Regions from separate parts of the Mus musculus genome. Here regions 1, 3 and 4 are each linked to region 2. The links are chromatin contacts, called in public HiChIP or PLAC-seq maps. All regions are on one chromosome and are shown on one strand. Each heading gives the region's core, a stretch centred on a gene start, on an enhancer-like site or on the middle of the called end of the contact. The rest is flanking DNA. Distances are from core to core; before and after follow the strand shown.

Region 1 (2,700 bases), core at 199-2,698, 120 kb before region 2:
CTAATTGATACAGGAGGAGGACCCCACACTGCAGGAAGTACTGCCCCAAGGCAGTAGTGGGCCAGTAAAACCCTTTCTCCCCTAACTTGTCTTTGATCAGAGTGTTTTTATCACAACAACAAGAAACTATAAGAAGACCCTTCAGGGTTTCAAAGAATATTTTCAGGTTCTGGTTTTCTTAAAATATAGAAAACAAAATGTATAAGCTTAAGCAAAATCAAGTTTTCATATTTACATGGCAAAATATACTTACTGGTGTTAATGATGATGTGCAAAACTCATATGCATTGTGTCTACACATTTACACCACTTAGACATAAAAAAAAAAAAAAGATCATCAGGTTTTAAAAACCCAGAAGTGTAGGTGTGCTTGCCCAGCACGCACAAGGCTCTGGATTTGATTACTAACACCTTTCAAAATTCAGAATTTTTAAGGAAATGAAAAAAATCAGTTTTTTTTTTTAAAAAGAAAAAACAAAATGTAACTAATGACCTTAAAGAAACAGTGTTCACTTGCCCTGGAGACACAGACAGATAAACATAAGCCAATAACTAGTATGTCTTGGAGGCAGACTTGATTTGAGCGCTAGGGAAAGGTTCTGAGGTGGAGAAGATATTTCAAGAGGAGACACGGAATATCAGAGAGGAAGCTTTGCTTGGGCTAAACAAGCAAGTACCAAGATTTCAGGGTTAGGGAGATGGCTCAGCACTAGGCTTGACAATCAATGATGGGTCCAGGGAACCCACACAAAAGGGCAGAGTGCTGCAATCCCAGAACTCCTATGGTGAGAGACAAAGATAGATGATCGAATTTAGAAGCTTGCAAGATCCAAGGCAGCAGCAGAAACAAGCTCTATCTTAGCAAGGTAAAAGAGGACTAACTTCTTAAAGTTGTCCTCTAACATGTACCACATGCCTCCACATGTGCCATAACACATAACATAACACACACACCCTTGCACACACACACATGCACACACAAACATACCCATATGGATACACACATACAAGTACAAACAGGTACATGTACACATAGGCACATACATGCACACACAATAACACAATACACACATATGCATGTACACACACTCACCCAACCATTACTACAATTTGCAACCATTACTACACTTCGTCAATAGTGAAGTAATGATAACATTCTTGTAAACAGAAACTTTGTAGTCTTTAAAAATGACGATTTTAGTTGGGTATTGTAGTACACCCCTTTAATCTTAGCACTGGGAAGCAGAGGCAGGCAGATTTCTGAGTTTGAGGTCAGCCTGGACTACAGAGAAACTTCCAGGACAGCCAGAGTTATACAAAGAAACGTCTCATTGAAAAAAAAATGCACTCGTGCAGAATATTTTATGACACATAACTATAATCATAGTGAACTGACAGGGATACAAAGCTCCAAGGATGCACACCAACACAGGGTGGAGTCAGTGGCCGGGAACTAGCCCATCAAGTAATCATGCAGTGTGATTCAGACTGTGGAATCTTCAACTGGGAACTGTGGCCAAAACATGTTCCCATCAATAACAACTTGTATTTATTTCAGCAATACATTAAAATTTTAATCTGGATGTATAACTGTGGGAGACTCTGTGGATTTTATGTGAGCCATGTCCTGTCCTGTTCCTGGTAACCAAAGGATCGGAGTACCAAGATCATACGATCGTGCTCTACCACACAATAAGGCTATGAGAAATCAGGGTATACGTTTCATACACAGACAACAATGAAAGTCATCACCTTAGTAGCAAGGGAAACAAACCCCAGGTCACCCTCCCTCCCACCACATGTAGACCACAGAGCTGTCACACTCTTCTTCCCACAAATTGTTTCTCTTGCTCCTGCCTTCTCTCACACAATCTTTAACCTTTATACAGTGTATTATCAGTCCACAGCTGAACACATTTCCTTCTCTCTCTCTCTCTCTCTCTCTCTCTCTCTCACACACACACACACACACACACACACACACACACACACACACACACACACACCCAACCCCGCCTCTAGGCTGGCCTACAACTCCAGCTGCTAGGATTTATAAACTGAGTGAATGTTTGACTGCGGTAAATCAAAGCTAATCAAACTAAATTGCAACTTCCCCCTAAAATAAAAGCAAATTAAGTTCTTTCTTTTTCTTTTTTTAAATTAGATATTTTCTTTATTTACATTTCAAATGCTATCCCGAAAGTTCCCTATACACACACCCCCACCCTGCTCCCCTACCCACCCACTCCCACTTCTTGGCCCTGGTGTTCCCCTGTACTGGGGCATATAAAGTTTGCAAGACCTAGGGGCCTCTCTTCCCAATGATGGCCAACTAGGCCATCTTCTGCTACATATGCAGCTAGAGACACAAGCTCTTGGGGTACTGGTTAGTTCATGTTGTTGTTCCACCTATAGGATTGCAGACCCCTTCAGCTCCTTGGGTACTTTCTCTAGCTCCTCCATTGGGGGCCCTGTGTTCTATCCAATAGCTGACTGTGAGCATCCACTTCTGTGTTTGCCAGGCACTGGCATAGCCTCACAAGAGACAGCTCTATCAGAGTCCTTTCAGCAAAATCTTGCTGGCATATGCAATAGTGTCTGCATTTAGTGACTGATTATGGAATGGATCCCCAGGTGAGGTAGTCTCTGGATGGCCCATCCTTTTGTCTTTAGCTTCAAACTTTGTCTCTGTAACTCCTT
Region 2 (2,700 bases), core at 163-2,662:
TCAGTTCTTAAAATAACACTTGCCTTGCCCATTTGATCACAGTGGTGCCTGCATGCTGTGGAGAATGGAAGGGAGGAGAAGGAGCCCCCAGAGTTGCCTTTTTGTCTCTACTCTCCTGAAGGGTGTGGCTGTGCTTTTCCCACAGGGACTGCCAAACTGAAACATACTTTGCTCCACCCCCAGAGGAAAGTACTCAAGCTCTGTTATAGAACACTCTTGTTTCTTGGTCTGAAAGAGGGAACTGTCCTGTGTACAGCAGGGGATGTCACATACATGAAATCCAGATTGCTCACTCTCAAGCTGTGGCAAATCCTAGTGCTTGGACCATTGCCACCTAGCTCCTGGGCTTCTTGATCCTGCCTCTGGGCTGTCTTTGAGAATTTATAAGCCCTAAATTTCACATAACTGAGAAGTTCCCAAAACGATTGCTGTTACCTCTTCCTTTCACCCTTTGGCACAACATTAGGTAAGCGCTCCCATGTAGTTTAGTCTTTGGGACAGTAGTTCAAGTGTTCTGAGATTCTCTTTAAAGCCACTGCTAGTAGGACTAGGATTGCAGCTCACTGGTAAAACATATGTGCTTGGCATATACAAGACCCTGGGCTCAATCCCCAGAATCCACCAATAAAATGGCAAAGTCAATATTTCCCCTAGTCATTTCATAGTAATTGACACACTTGAGAAATCACAGGCACCAGTGCAGCCTGCCCCTTCATGGACATGCAGCTCAGATGCCTTCTCTGTGATGCTTGGGAGGTGATGTTCTCCTTGTACCTCTGCCCTCATCTATTTCTTGCAGTTCCTGCTCAACTGCTCCCCAGGTCTCAGTCTATGTACAAAGAAAGCTACCTGTAGGGAATGAAGCCAGCATTGTTATTTAACCAGGTAGAAGATGCCTCAACTCACTGCTTCATTTGGAAGAGGATAAAGTGGTACATGCATGACATGTGGTGCTATGTCATCACTGCACAAGGATGGCACACTTCCAGACAGCCTAGGGAATCTGTGGATCACAGTCCCCAGTACCTATACCCCAGGCTCTAGACCCTAAGATCATCTTCCTATGGGGGAATATGTTCTTCAGATGCAGTACCTCTGTCAAGCTCATTGTTAACTCTTCTCTACAAAACTGCTTCTCTCCAGAACAATTTCAATTTGAGTCTTTCTTTCAAATCCTCTTGATGCACCCTGCTGCATTCCTGGTACCTGTGCTACCTTAAGATGGAGGCTAATTCACCACCTTCCTCCAAGCCTGGAGAAGACCCAAGAGGATCCTGACTTCAGGTGAAAACCTCTGAAGAAGCAGCACATGACTCAGAAGCATCTTGCTAATGCTTAATACAGGATGATAGGTTAAAGTGAACCGGTATTTTTCCTTCGCCCCTCCCCAAGGCAAAAAGTGTAGAGGCAAGGCATGCACTGTAGACAATGGCACCATCTAGTGGTGAGCAGCCCACACCACTGATGACAGAACCCTCTGTGAGGAAAAGTCAAGCAATTAAAGTGGCTTGATCTGCTGCAACCCTATAGGTGGAACAACATTATGAACTAACCAGTACCCCCGGAGCTCTTGTCTTTAGCTGCATATGTATCAAAAGATGGCCTAGTCGGCCATCACTGCAAAGAGAGGCCCATTGGACATGCAAACTTTATATGCCCCAGTACAGGGGAACACCAGGGCCAAAAAGTGGGTAGGGGAGTGGGGGGGAGTGTATGGGGGACTTTTGGGATAGCATTGGAAATGTAAATGAGGAAAATACCTAATATATATATATATATATATATATATATATATATATATATATATATATATATATATAAAGTGGCTTGATCTGACATTGACTTGCGTTTCATCTGGATCCTTCTCGTAGGCCTTAAATAAAAGTGCGACTTTTTCTTTTAAATAAAAAACATTTAGTTCTATTTTACTATGTTCTCTGAGAAGTGTCACACTAAAAGAGGAAAGCATGCTTTTCTAAGCTAAAACTGTCCTTTTGAAGCTACTGCTAAGATGGCAGCAGGGCCAACACACTGTTCCTGACTGTCTTGGCAAAATTCTTGTAACAAATACCTCCTGCCTCTGAAGCAAGGTCTTGTTGTATAGCTCAGGCTGGCTTGGAATTTGTTTTGTGCCTAGGCCGACTTGGTTTTGAAATTCTCCTGCTTCAGCTTCTTGAGTGTTATGCCTCACCATACCTAGCTTGTAAATTTGTATTGGTAGAAAGGTATATGAGGAGTGAGCATGTACTGTCTAAATCTAATAGTTTGCCATCAAATACTTGGGCCATTATAGAAGGAGGCGGTTGGGGTGGACCAATTGGAGTTCTTACAATCCCAGGGAACCATAGGCATGAGAAACAACACACTGGCTTTCCAGCCTGAGAGTCATATGGAGGGGGAAGAGAGCCTCAGAGAAGCAGTCCGAATACTTACAGTGCACTCAGCCTACAAGCATTTCCTCATCCCTTGGACTCCCGCCTCTGACCTGCAAGGATTCTGATGTGGATGTAGAAACAAATTAAATTTCACATAGAATATCTAGTAGAGTAGACCTGATTTCTTCATTTGCTCATTTTGCTACAGACGCTGGTTGTGCACAGCCTAGGATGGCCTCATGCTCACAAGCCTCTTAACTGCTGAGATTATAGGTGTGCACCCCTACCTTCTGTTGGAATTATATTTATTTCTAACAGCAGCACA
Region 3 (2,700 bases), core at 16-2,515, 74 kb before region 2:
CAAGGTGGAGAAAGAAGAAGCCTAAGAAAAGGAGAGGCAAAGGAGGACAGAGGGAGAGAGAGGGGCACCGGCAGGGTCAGGGAGAAGGAGCAAGGAGACTAAAAAATGGTACCCAGACTGTGGCGGGATCATAGCTAACTTAAATGGATGGACTGTTGTTTTTGCCTGACCTTCAATCTAATCTGTGCCCGATGAATCAGAACTTTTTGTCCCAAAACATCTATTATCTAAGACCAAGCTATAAATTCCTGTGTGTTAAATGCCATGGTGACTTGGCCAAGGATTGAGGCCAGGACTTCAGGTGATCATATTCTAGGCATAGGGTAAGGGCAGATGTGGATGAAACTAAACACGTGCAACCAGATGCCAACCATTGGTTCGTTCTAGTTTAGAAATTAAGTTTAGTGCTAATCTGGAACAGGGGACCTGTGTGCACCCCTGCATCTTTGAGGATGAATGATTTTCACCTGGCCCAGGCTACTCCGCGGGCCATCCTGGACTCGTGCAAGTCACACTCAACACCCTTTTTTCGGATGCTCAGTTTGGCTCACCTGCTGAAGACAAGGCAGCCCAGGTGGTTGATTTCATGGTCCGAGCGGTGTCGGCTGTAGTCCTCCCACAGGTCTTTGATGGCTGTGACCGCCAGAATGAAGAGCACAGGCGCCAGTGCCAGGCCCGGCTGGAAGGCGTTCACAGCCGGCACAAAGTTGAGCAGCGCGATGAAGACGAAGTACACATTGGCTAGGCGGTGGAACTGCTCGAAGAGATTCTTGGGCAAGAAGGACAGCAGCGTGTACTTGGTGGTCTTGAGGCGGTTGTCGGCCAGGTGCTGGATGCAGCCGCGCATCAGCAGCCGCTCGCCCTTGGGGGCTCCGATCGTGGAGTCCTCGGTGCCCAGAGGCGGTAGCAGGTTGGAGCGCACCGTGCGCGTCCTGCCCTCCCAGCGCCTTCTTCGCGGCCGCCGCCATCCCGAGGATGCGGACTCTTCGGCCGCCGGGAGCTCCCGCTCCATGGCCGCGTGTCGCCGCGCCCGGCTCCTCTGCCGCTCGCGCCAGCCTCCTAGGTGATCATCGCCCGCCGCCCGGGCGCGGCAGCGCGGACTCCCCTCCTGCGGGACGCACAGACACCACAGTCAGCGTGCCGAGCCCCGCCCAGCCCGCGCAGCCTGTCCAGACTTCCAGGTCTACTAGTCCCCGCGGGCAGGAGGTCGCGGGCCGGCTCGGCGCTCTTCCCCTCGCAGTCCCCTCCCGCCACCCAGGCGGCCTGGGCGGTTTCCGCCGAGGTGGCTCCTCTGCCCCGCCCTCACTCAGCGCCCAGATTCAGATTGGGCGGATAGCGGGAAACAAAAAGAGCCCGCGCTGGAAACTTTAGAGAGCTTTACTTTCGTTTCTCTGAGGCATCCAGTTTAGTCCCAGAGAGTTTGCAAACTCACTGTGCCACTAAGAGAGGAAGACTGAGTATCAGTTCGCCCCATCCCCTCCTAGCCCGCGCGCTCTAACTAGAGCAGACAGACTTGATCCAGGACCAGGAAATGTTGTCTGGAGAGCTGGTTTAGGACCTCCTCAAGGCTGGGTCATTTGAAGTTAAACCCAGAATCCTTAGTATACCGATTTTCCAGTTTCCAAATTATGTTTTGAAAAGCGCATTGCCACCTAAGTACTCTCCATAAAGTCACTATTTCTGTCCCCCCCCCCAAAAAAAAACAAAACAAAAAAAAAAACAAAAAAACACCCTACCCTCCAGCTTGCACTTACTTTCAGATATAATTTTTTGGTGAACTGGAAATTTTCTTTTTCTAGAATTACCTTCAACATTCTTTGTTCCCCAAATAGGACTTTTTTTTAAATTTCTTCATAGAAGAGAAGATTATAATATAGATCCAAAGAAACATTTGGGTCACTGTTTCCCTGCCTGGTAAACAAGGACTGAGATTCCCTAGGGCAGTTTTGTTCTAGAGATCTAGAAAAAGACTGGGCAGAGAGGGAGCCTGATGGGCAGCTGAGGGAATGTGAGCAAAGGGTTCCTTTCCTGTTGATGGGAGAGAGGAGTTTACATACATTGAATATTGGGAAATTGAAGGTGACTTTGGAAGGAGCTGGGAAGCATACTACAGGTGAAGTAGGGGCCCACAACTTCCACTCCGTGTGCCTCTTTACAGATACAGAGATGAGAAATGGGGATATTTGTGGTCTAGGAGAGCATGGCTGGCAAATAAATGAGAAATAACTTTGGGGTACTTTGTGTTCAGATTTGAGGACCTTAGCCTCTTCCTTTAACAGGCTAGTCCTTCCTTTCTCTCCCTACCTCAGCACCATTTGCTAGCTTTGGGTACTTCCTCTGAGGGTCCTGATCTGGCTTTACTGAAAAATCACTTGTCTTTTCCTATCCCTCTTTTTGGGTGTCCAACCTTGTGCTCCTTGGTTCACATGCTACCCAGCTATTGGAGGTTATCATCCTTGACCAAGCCCATAGTAGTCAATAGAATCCAGCATTAGAAGAGTAAAGTAACAGCTACGGAAGGAAGGAAGGAAGGAAGGAAGGAAGGAAGGAAGGAAGGAAGGAAGGAAGGAAGGAAAGGAGGGAGGGAGGGAGGGAGGGAAGAGAGAAGGAATGAAAGGGAAGAGGAGAGGAGAGGAGAGGAGAGGAGAGGAGAGGAGAGGGGAAGGGAAGGGAAGGGAAGAGAGAGAAGAGAAGAGAAGA
Region 4 (2,740 bases), core at 57-2,556, 90 kb before region 2:
ATTAAAATCACTTTATGTTTGAAAAAAAAAAAGCAATTAGGCTGAGGCAGACAGATTACAGCCTTGACTACATAGTGAGTTCAAAGTCCTCCAGGGCTAAATAAGTGAGACTCTTAAGACAAACAAACAAAAACCAAGGTATATTTACAAACCAAGTCATCATATACGTAACACTGTTAAACTGTTAATTCAAACAGTGCCTTGCTTTTACGTTTTCAAAAAGATTTTATGTGCAGTCCCCACTGTTATACCTGGGATTGTGTGCAGTCTTCAAAGTCACCCTAGGATTACATGCAGTCCCCACAGTCATCCTGACATTATGTGCTGTCCATACTCTACTGTGTTGCTCAATAAAGCTACACAAGCTAATGGTAGCTTTGTCTTGGCTGGAAGAACATCTAGACCACATTGAAGACCGGTCATACTGTGATGTAAAGGTTTTGGTAAAACAAAAATTGCAGTATGGAACTAACCAATACACCCCCGGAGCTCGTGTCTCTAGCTGCATATGAATCAGAAGATGGCCTAGTTGGCCATCAATGGAAAGAGAGGCCCATTGGTCGTGCAAACTTTATATGCCTCAGTACAGGGGAACGCCAGGGCCAGGAAGTGGGAGTGGGTGCGTAGGGGAGTGGGTGGGGGAGTGTGTGGGGGACTTTTGGGATAGCATTGGAAATGTAAATGAAATAAATACCCAATAAAAAAAAGTCAAAAATTAAACTACAATAAATGCTTTGCTATATTTATCCCCCTCCCCCCAAAAAAATGCAGTATGTCTACAAAGAGGTGCATTGGGCATAAGGGCACCTGCCTGTCAGATGATCTGTACCCTTTCAGTGTTCAGGGCCTTATTCCTCACAAGACATGGAGGGGCTTCCATCTGCTTAGACAGTAGTACTCCTCAGGTTAAAATGAGGAGAGTGATTGTAAAACGCTGCATCTGTCCAGCACCTACCCGCTGGCAGGAGTTCTGCTTTATAGAGATTTTAATTATCCCTGGCTAATTTAAAGTATATAAAAGAATTCCTTATAAGCATGTAAAAACAACTTGGTCTGAGAAGTATTTCAAAACATAATTATCTCCAGTGGAAGAACAGCCAGAGAATTTGTATGGGGCAATGTATATGAACTTTACTTCTGCAAATGCAATCCAAGTAAACTTAGAAGGCTAAGGATGTTCTAAAAATGTAGAAATCAAAATAGCATCTGCGATTTTTCCTGTAAGTTATTTCACTCTGCTATATATAGCAAGGAGGTCTTGAACAAACAAGCCTTCTGGGTTCCCCTGTTCCAGGAACCCAGCAGGAAGAAGCTGGCCACCACGAACTCTGAAGGGCAAAGAGCCTGCAGGTCCCACCATCTCAGTCTCCCACAGCCAAGGAATCCAGATGTGTGGCTAAGCCTTGCCTTCAGAATGTTCTTTCAAAAATGCTTTTTAATACCTGCCCAAATGATGTTCAGAAGTGGGACTATGTCAAACAGAACAAGAATATCATATTGCGGGGGTGGGTGGGTATGGGGGACTTTTGGTATAGCATTGGAAATGTAAATGAGCTAAATACCTAATAAAAAATGGAAAAAAAATATCATATTGCGCAGTTGTGGCTCATGAGCATCAAGTCACAGGAACTATGGAAGTCACTGTGATAGCTAAATATATGGCTGCACACCTAATAGTGTTGACCCTCTAAGATGAGACCACCTGAACACTCTCGTCAGGAAAGACACAATCCGCAGAGGTTGATAGTCACTATAATGAATTATGGGCTCAAGCCAGTCCATGGGAGCTTCATCTATAAAAGAAATACATTAGAAATAACAAGGCCATCTATGAATCCAGTCACCAAGTAGAAAATATATAAGACAAGCCTGAAATAAAGACCAAAGGAGATGATCGGGGTTATATCAGAAGGCTTTTGAAGTCAAGTCAAATGTTTTCTACTGACTAAAGAGTATCAGTTACGAAAATATCTTCAGGGCAGGGAAGGCAAATAGCTAGGCATCAAGTTGTTTGCCTACCATATACAAAGCCCTGAGTTTAACTTGAAACATACAATGATAGATAAATAGGTAGGTAGATTGATAGATAGATAGACAGAGATAGATGATCGATTGATCTTTACTTAAACCAACTACCTACTTTAAGTCTCTAAATTTATAATAATAAATGTTTAAATGAAATAGTGCCTAGAAAAGTGGCTGACTGCAAACTGAAGCAAGCATTGTTGGTGGGAGTGCAAACCACTCCAGTAATTAAGGAAATCAGTCTGGAGTTTTTTGAAAACTAGAAGTAAGTCTACCACATGATTCAGCCATATACCTAAAAGATGCTATATTCTCTTTATCCATGTTCATTCTTCTCTATTCACGATAGCCAGGGAATGGAAACAGACTAGATGCTCCTCAGCTGATAAACAGATAGTTAAAGTGTGGTACATATCACAATGTTATACTATTTAGCTGTTAAGAAAAAAGATGTTATGTAATTCTAGAGATGAATGGGTGGAGCTGGAATCAGTGAATCAGAGTGAAGTAACCCTGACCCAGAAAGACTAACATCGTATATTCTCTATCATAGGTGGATGCTAGCTTTCAACCTTTGGATATGTGAATACCTAAATTATGAGTACACACAGAACTCAGGAGACAAGTAAGAGACAGTAGGTAGGTAGTTTTTAAGAGAGAGTTGAGGGCTGGAGAGATGGCTCAGTGGTTAAGAGTGCTCTTCCAAAAGTTCTGA

The links. HiChIP or PLAC-seq counts read pairs in DNA pulled down with a chosen protein or histone mark.
Region 1: a CTCF HiChIP or PLAC-seq map of CD8 T cells shows a contact between it and region 2, with 13 read pairs. The contact joins two enhancer-like sites. A contact is called at or near these places in 4 of 15 datasets of contacts at CTCF or cohesin (CD8 T cells, large pre-B cells, pro-B cells and 1 more), 5 of 484 Hi-C or Micro-C datasets (embryonic fibroblasts, group 2 innate lymphoid cells, nephron progenitors and 1 more) and 4 of 115 datasets of contacts at active chromatin or transcription factors (the 230-238 cell line, CD8 T cells, fibro-adipogenic progenitors and 1 more).
Region 3: a contact with region 2 is called in a CTCF HiChIP or PLAC-seq map of CD8 T cells, with 10 read pairs. The contact joins the promoter of Atp10a here to the enhancer-like site in region 2. A contact is called at or near these places in 2 of 39 promoter capture datasets (the 3T3-L1 cell line and hippocampal neurons), 3 of 15 datasets of contacts at CTCF or cohesin (CD8 T cells and the NIH/3T3 cell line), 9 of 484 Hi-C or Micro-C datasets (CD4 T cells, bone marrow-derived dendritic cells, embryonic fibroblasts and 5 more), 7 of 115 datasets of contacts at active chromatin or transcription factors (the 230-238 cell line, CD8 T cells, the NIH/3T3 cell line and 4 more) and 2 of 9 other capture datasets (adipose tissue and pancreatic islet).
Region 4: a contact with region 2 is called in a RAD21 HiChIP or PLAC-seq map of pro-B cells, with 2.2 times the contacts expected there. The contact joins two enhancer-like sites. A contact is called at or near these places in 2 of 39 promoter capture datasets (the 3T3-L1 cell line and hippocampal neurons), 3 of 15 datasets of contacts at CTCF or cohesin (CD8 T cells, the NIH/3T3 cell line and pro-B cells), 3 of 484 Hi-C or Micro-C datasets (CD8 T cells, embryonic fibroblasts and ventricular fibroblasts) and 2 of 115 datasets of contacts at active chromatin or transcription factors (the 230-238 cell line and CD8 T cells).

What each region holds. Positions count from the first base shown.
Region 1 is chr7:58,700,594-58,703,293 of GRCm38.p6, reverse strand. All of the region lies in intron 1 of Atp10a (ATPase, class V, type 10A), which reads right to left. Among named protein-coding and RNA genes, the nearest start is that of Gm39019, 29 kb to the left of the region's middle. Within about 2 kb of position 1,448, at least 23 of the 459 cell types and tissues checked have an H3K27ac peak or open chromatin away from gene starts, as enhancers often do. A contact at or near this core is called in CD8 T cells and group 2 innate lymphoid cells, where this site is marked.
Region 2 is chr7:58,583,168-58,585,867 of GRCm38.p6, reverse strand. No RefSeq gene overlaps it. Among named protein-coding and RNA genes, the nearest start is that of Atp10a, 74 kb to the left of the region's middle. Within about 2 kb of position 1,412, at least 19 of the 459 cell types and tissues checked have an H3K27ac peak or open chromatin away from gene starts, as enhancers often do. A contact at or near this core is called in CD8 T cells, group 2 innate lymphoid cells and pro-B cells, where this site is marked.
Region 3 is chr7:58,656,767-58,659,466 of GRCm38.p6, reverse strand. Atp10a (ATPase, class V, type 10A) reads right to left here and starts at 1,265. Exons shown (of 21, transcript NM_009728.2): 1 at 552-1,265. The coding sequence starts at 1,012.
Region 4 is chr7:58,673,212-58,675,951 of GRCm38.p6, reverse strand. The region is part of intron 1 of Atp10a (ATPase, class V, type 10A); the gene reads right to left. Among named protein-coding and RNA genes, the nearest start is that of Atp10a, 16 kb to the right of the region's middle. Within about 2 kb of position 1,306, at least 7 of the 459 cell types and tissues checked have an H3K27ac peak or open chromatin away from gene starts, as enhancers often do. A contact at or near this core is called in pro-B cells, where this site is marked.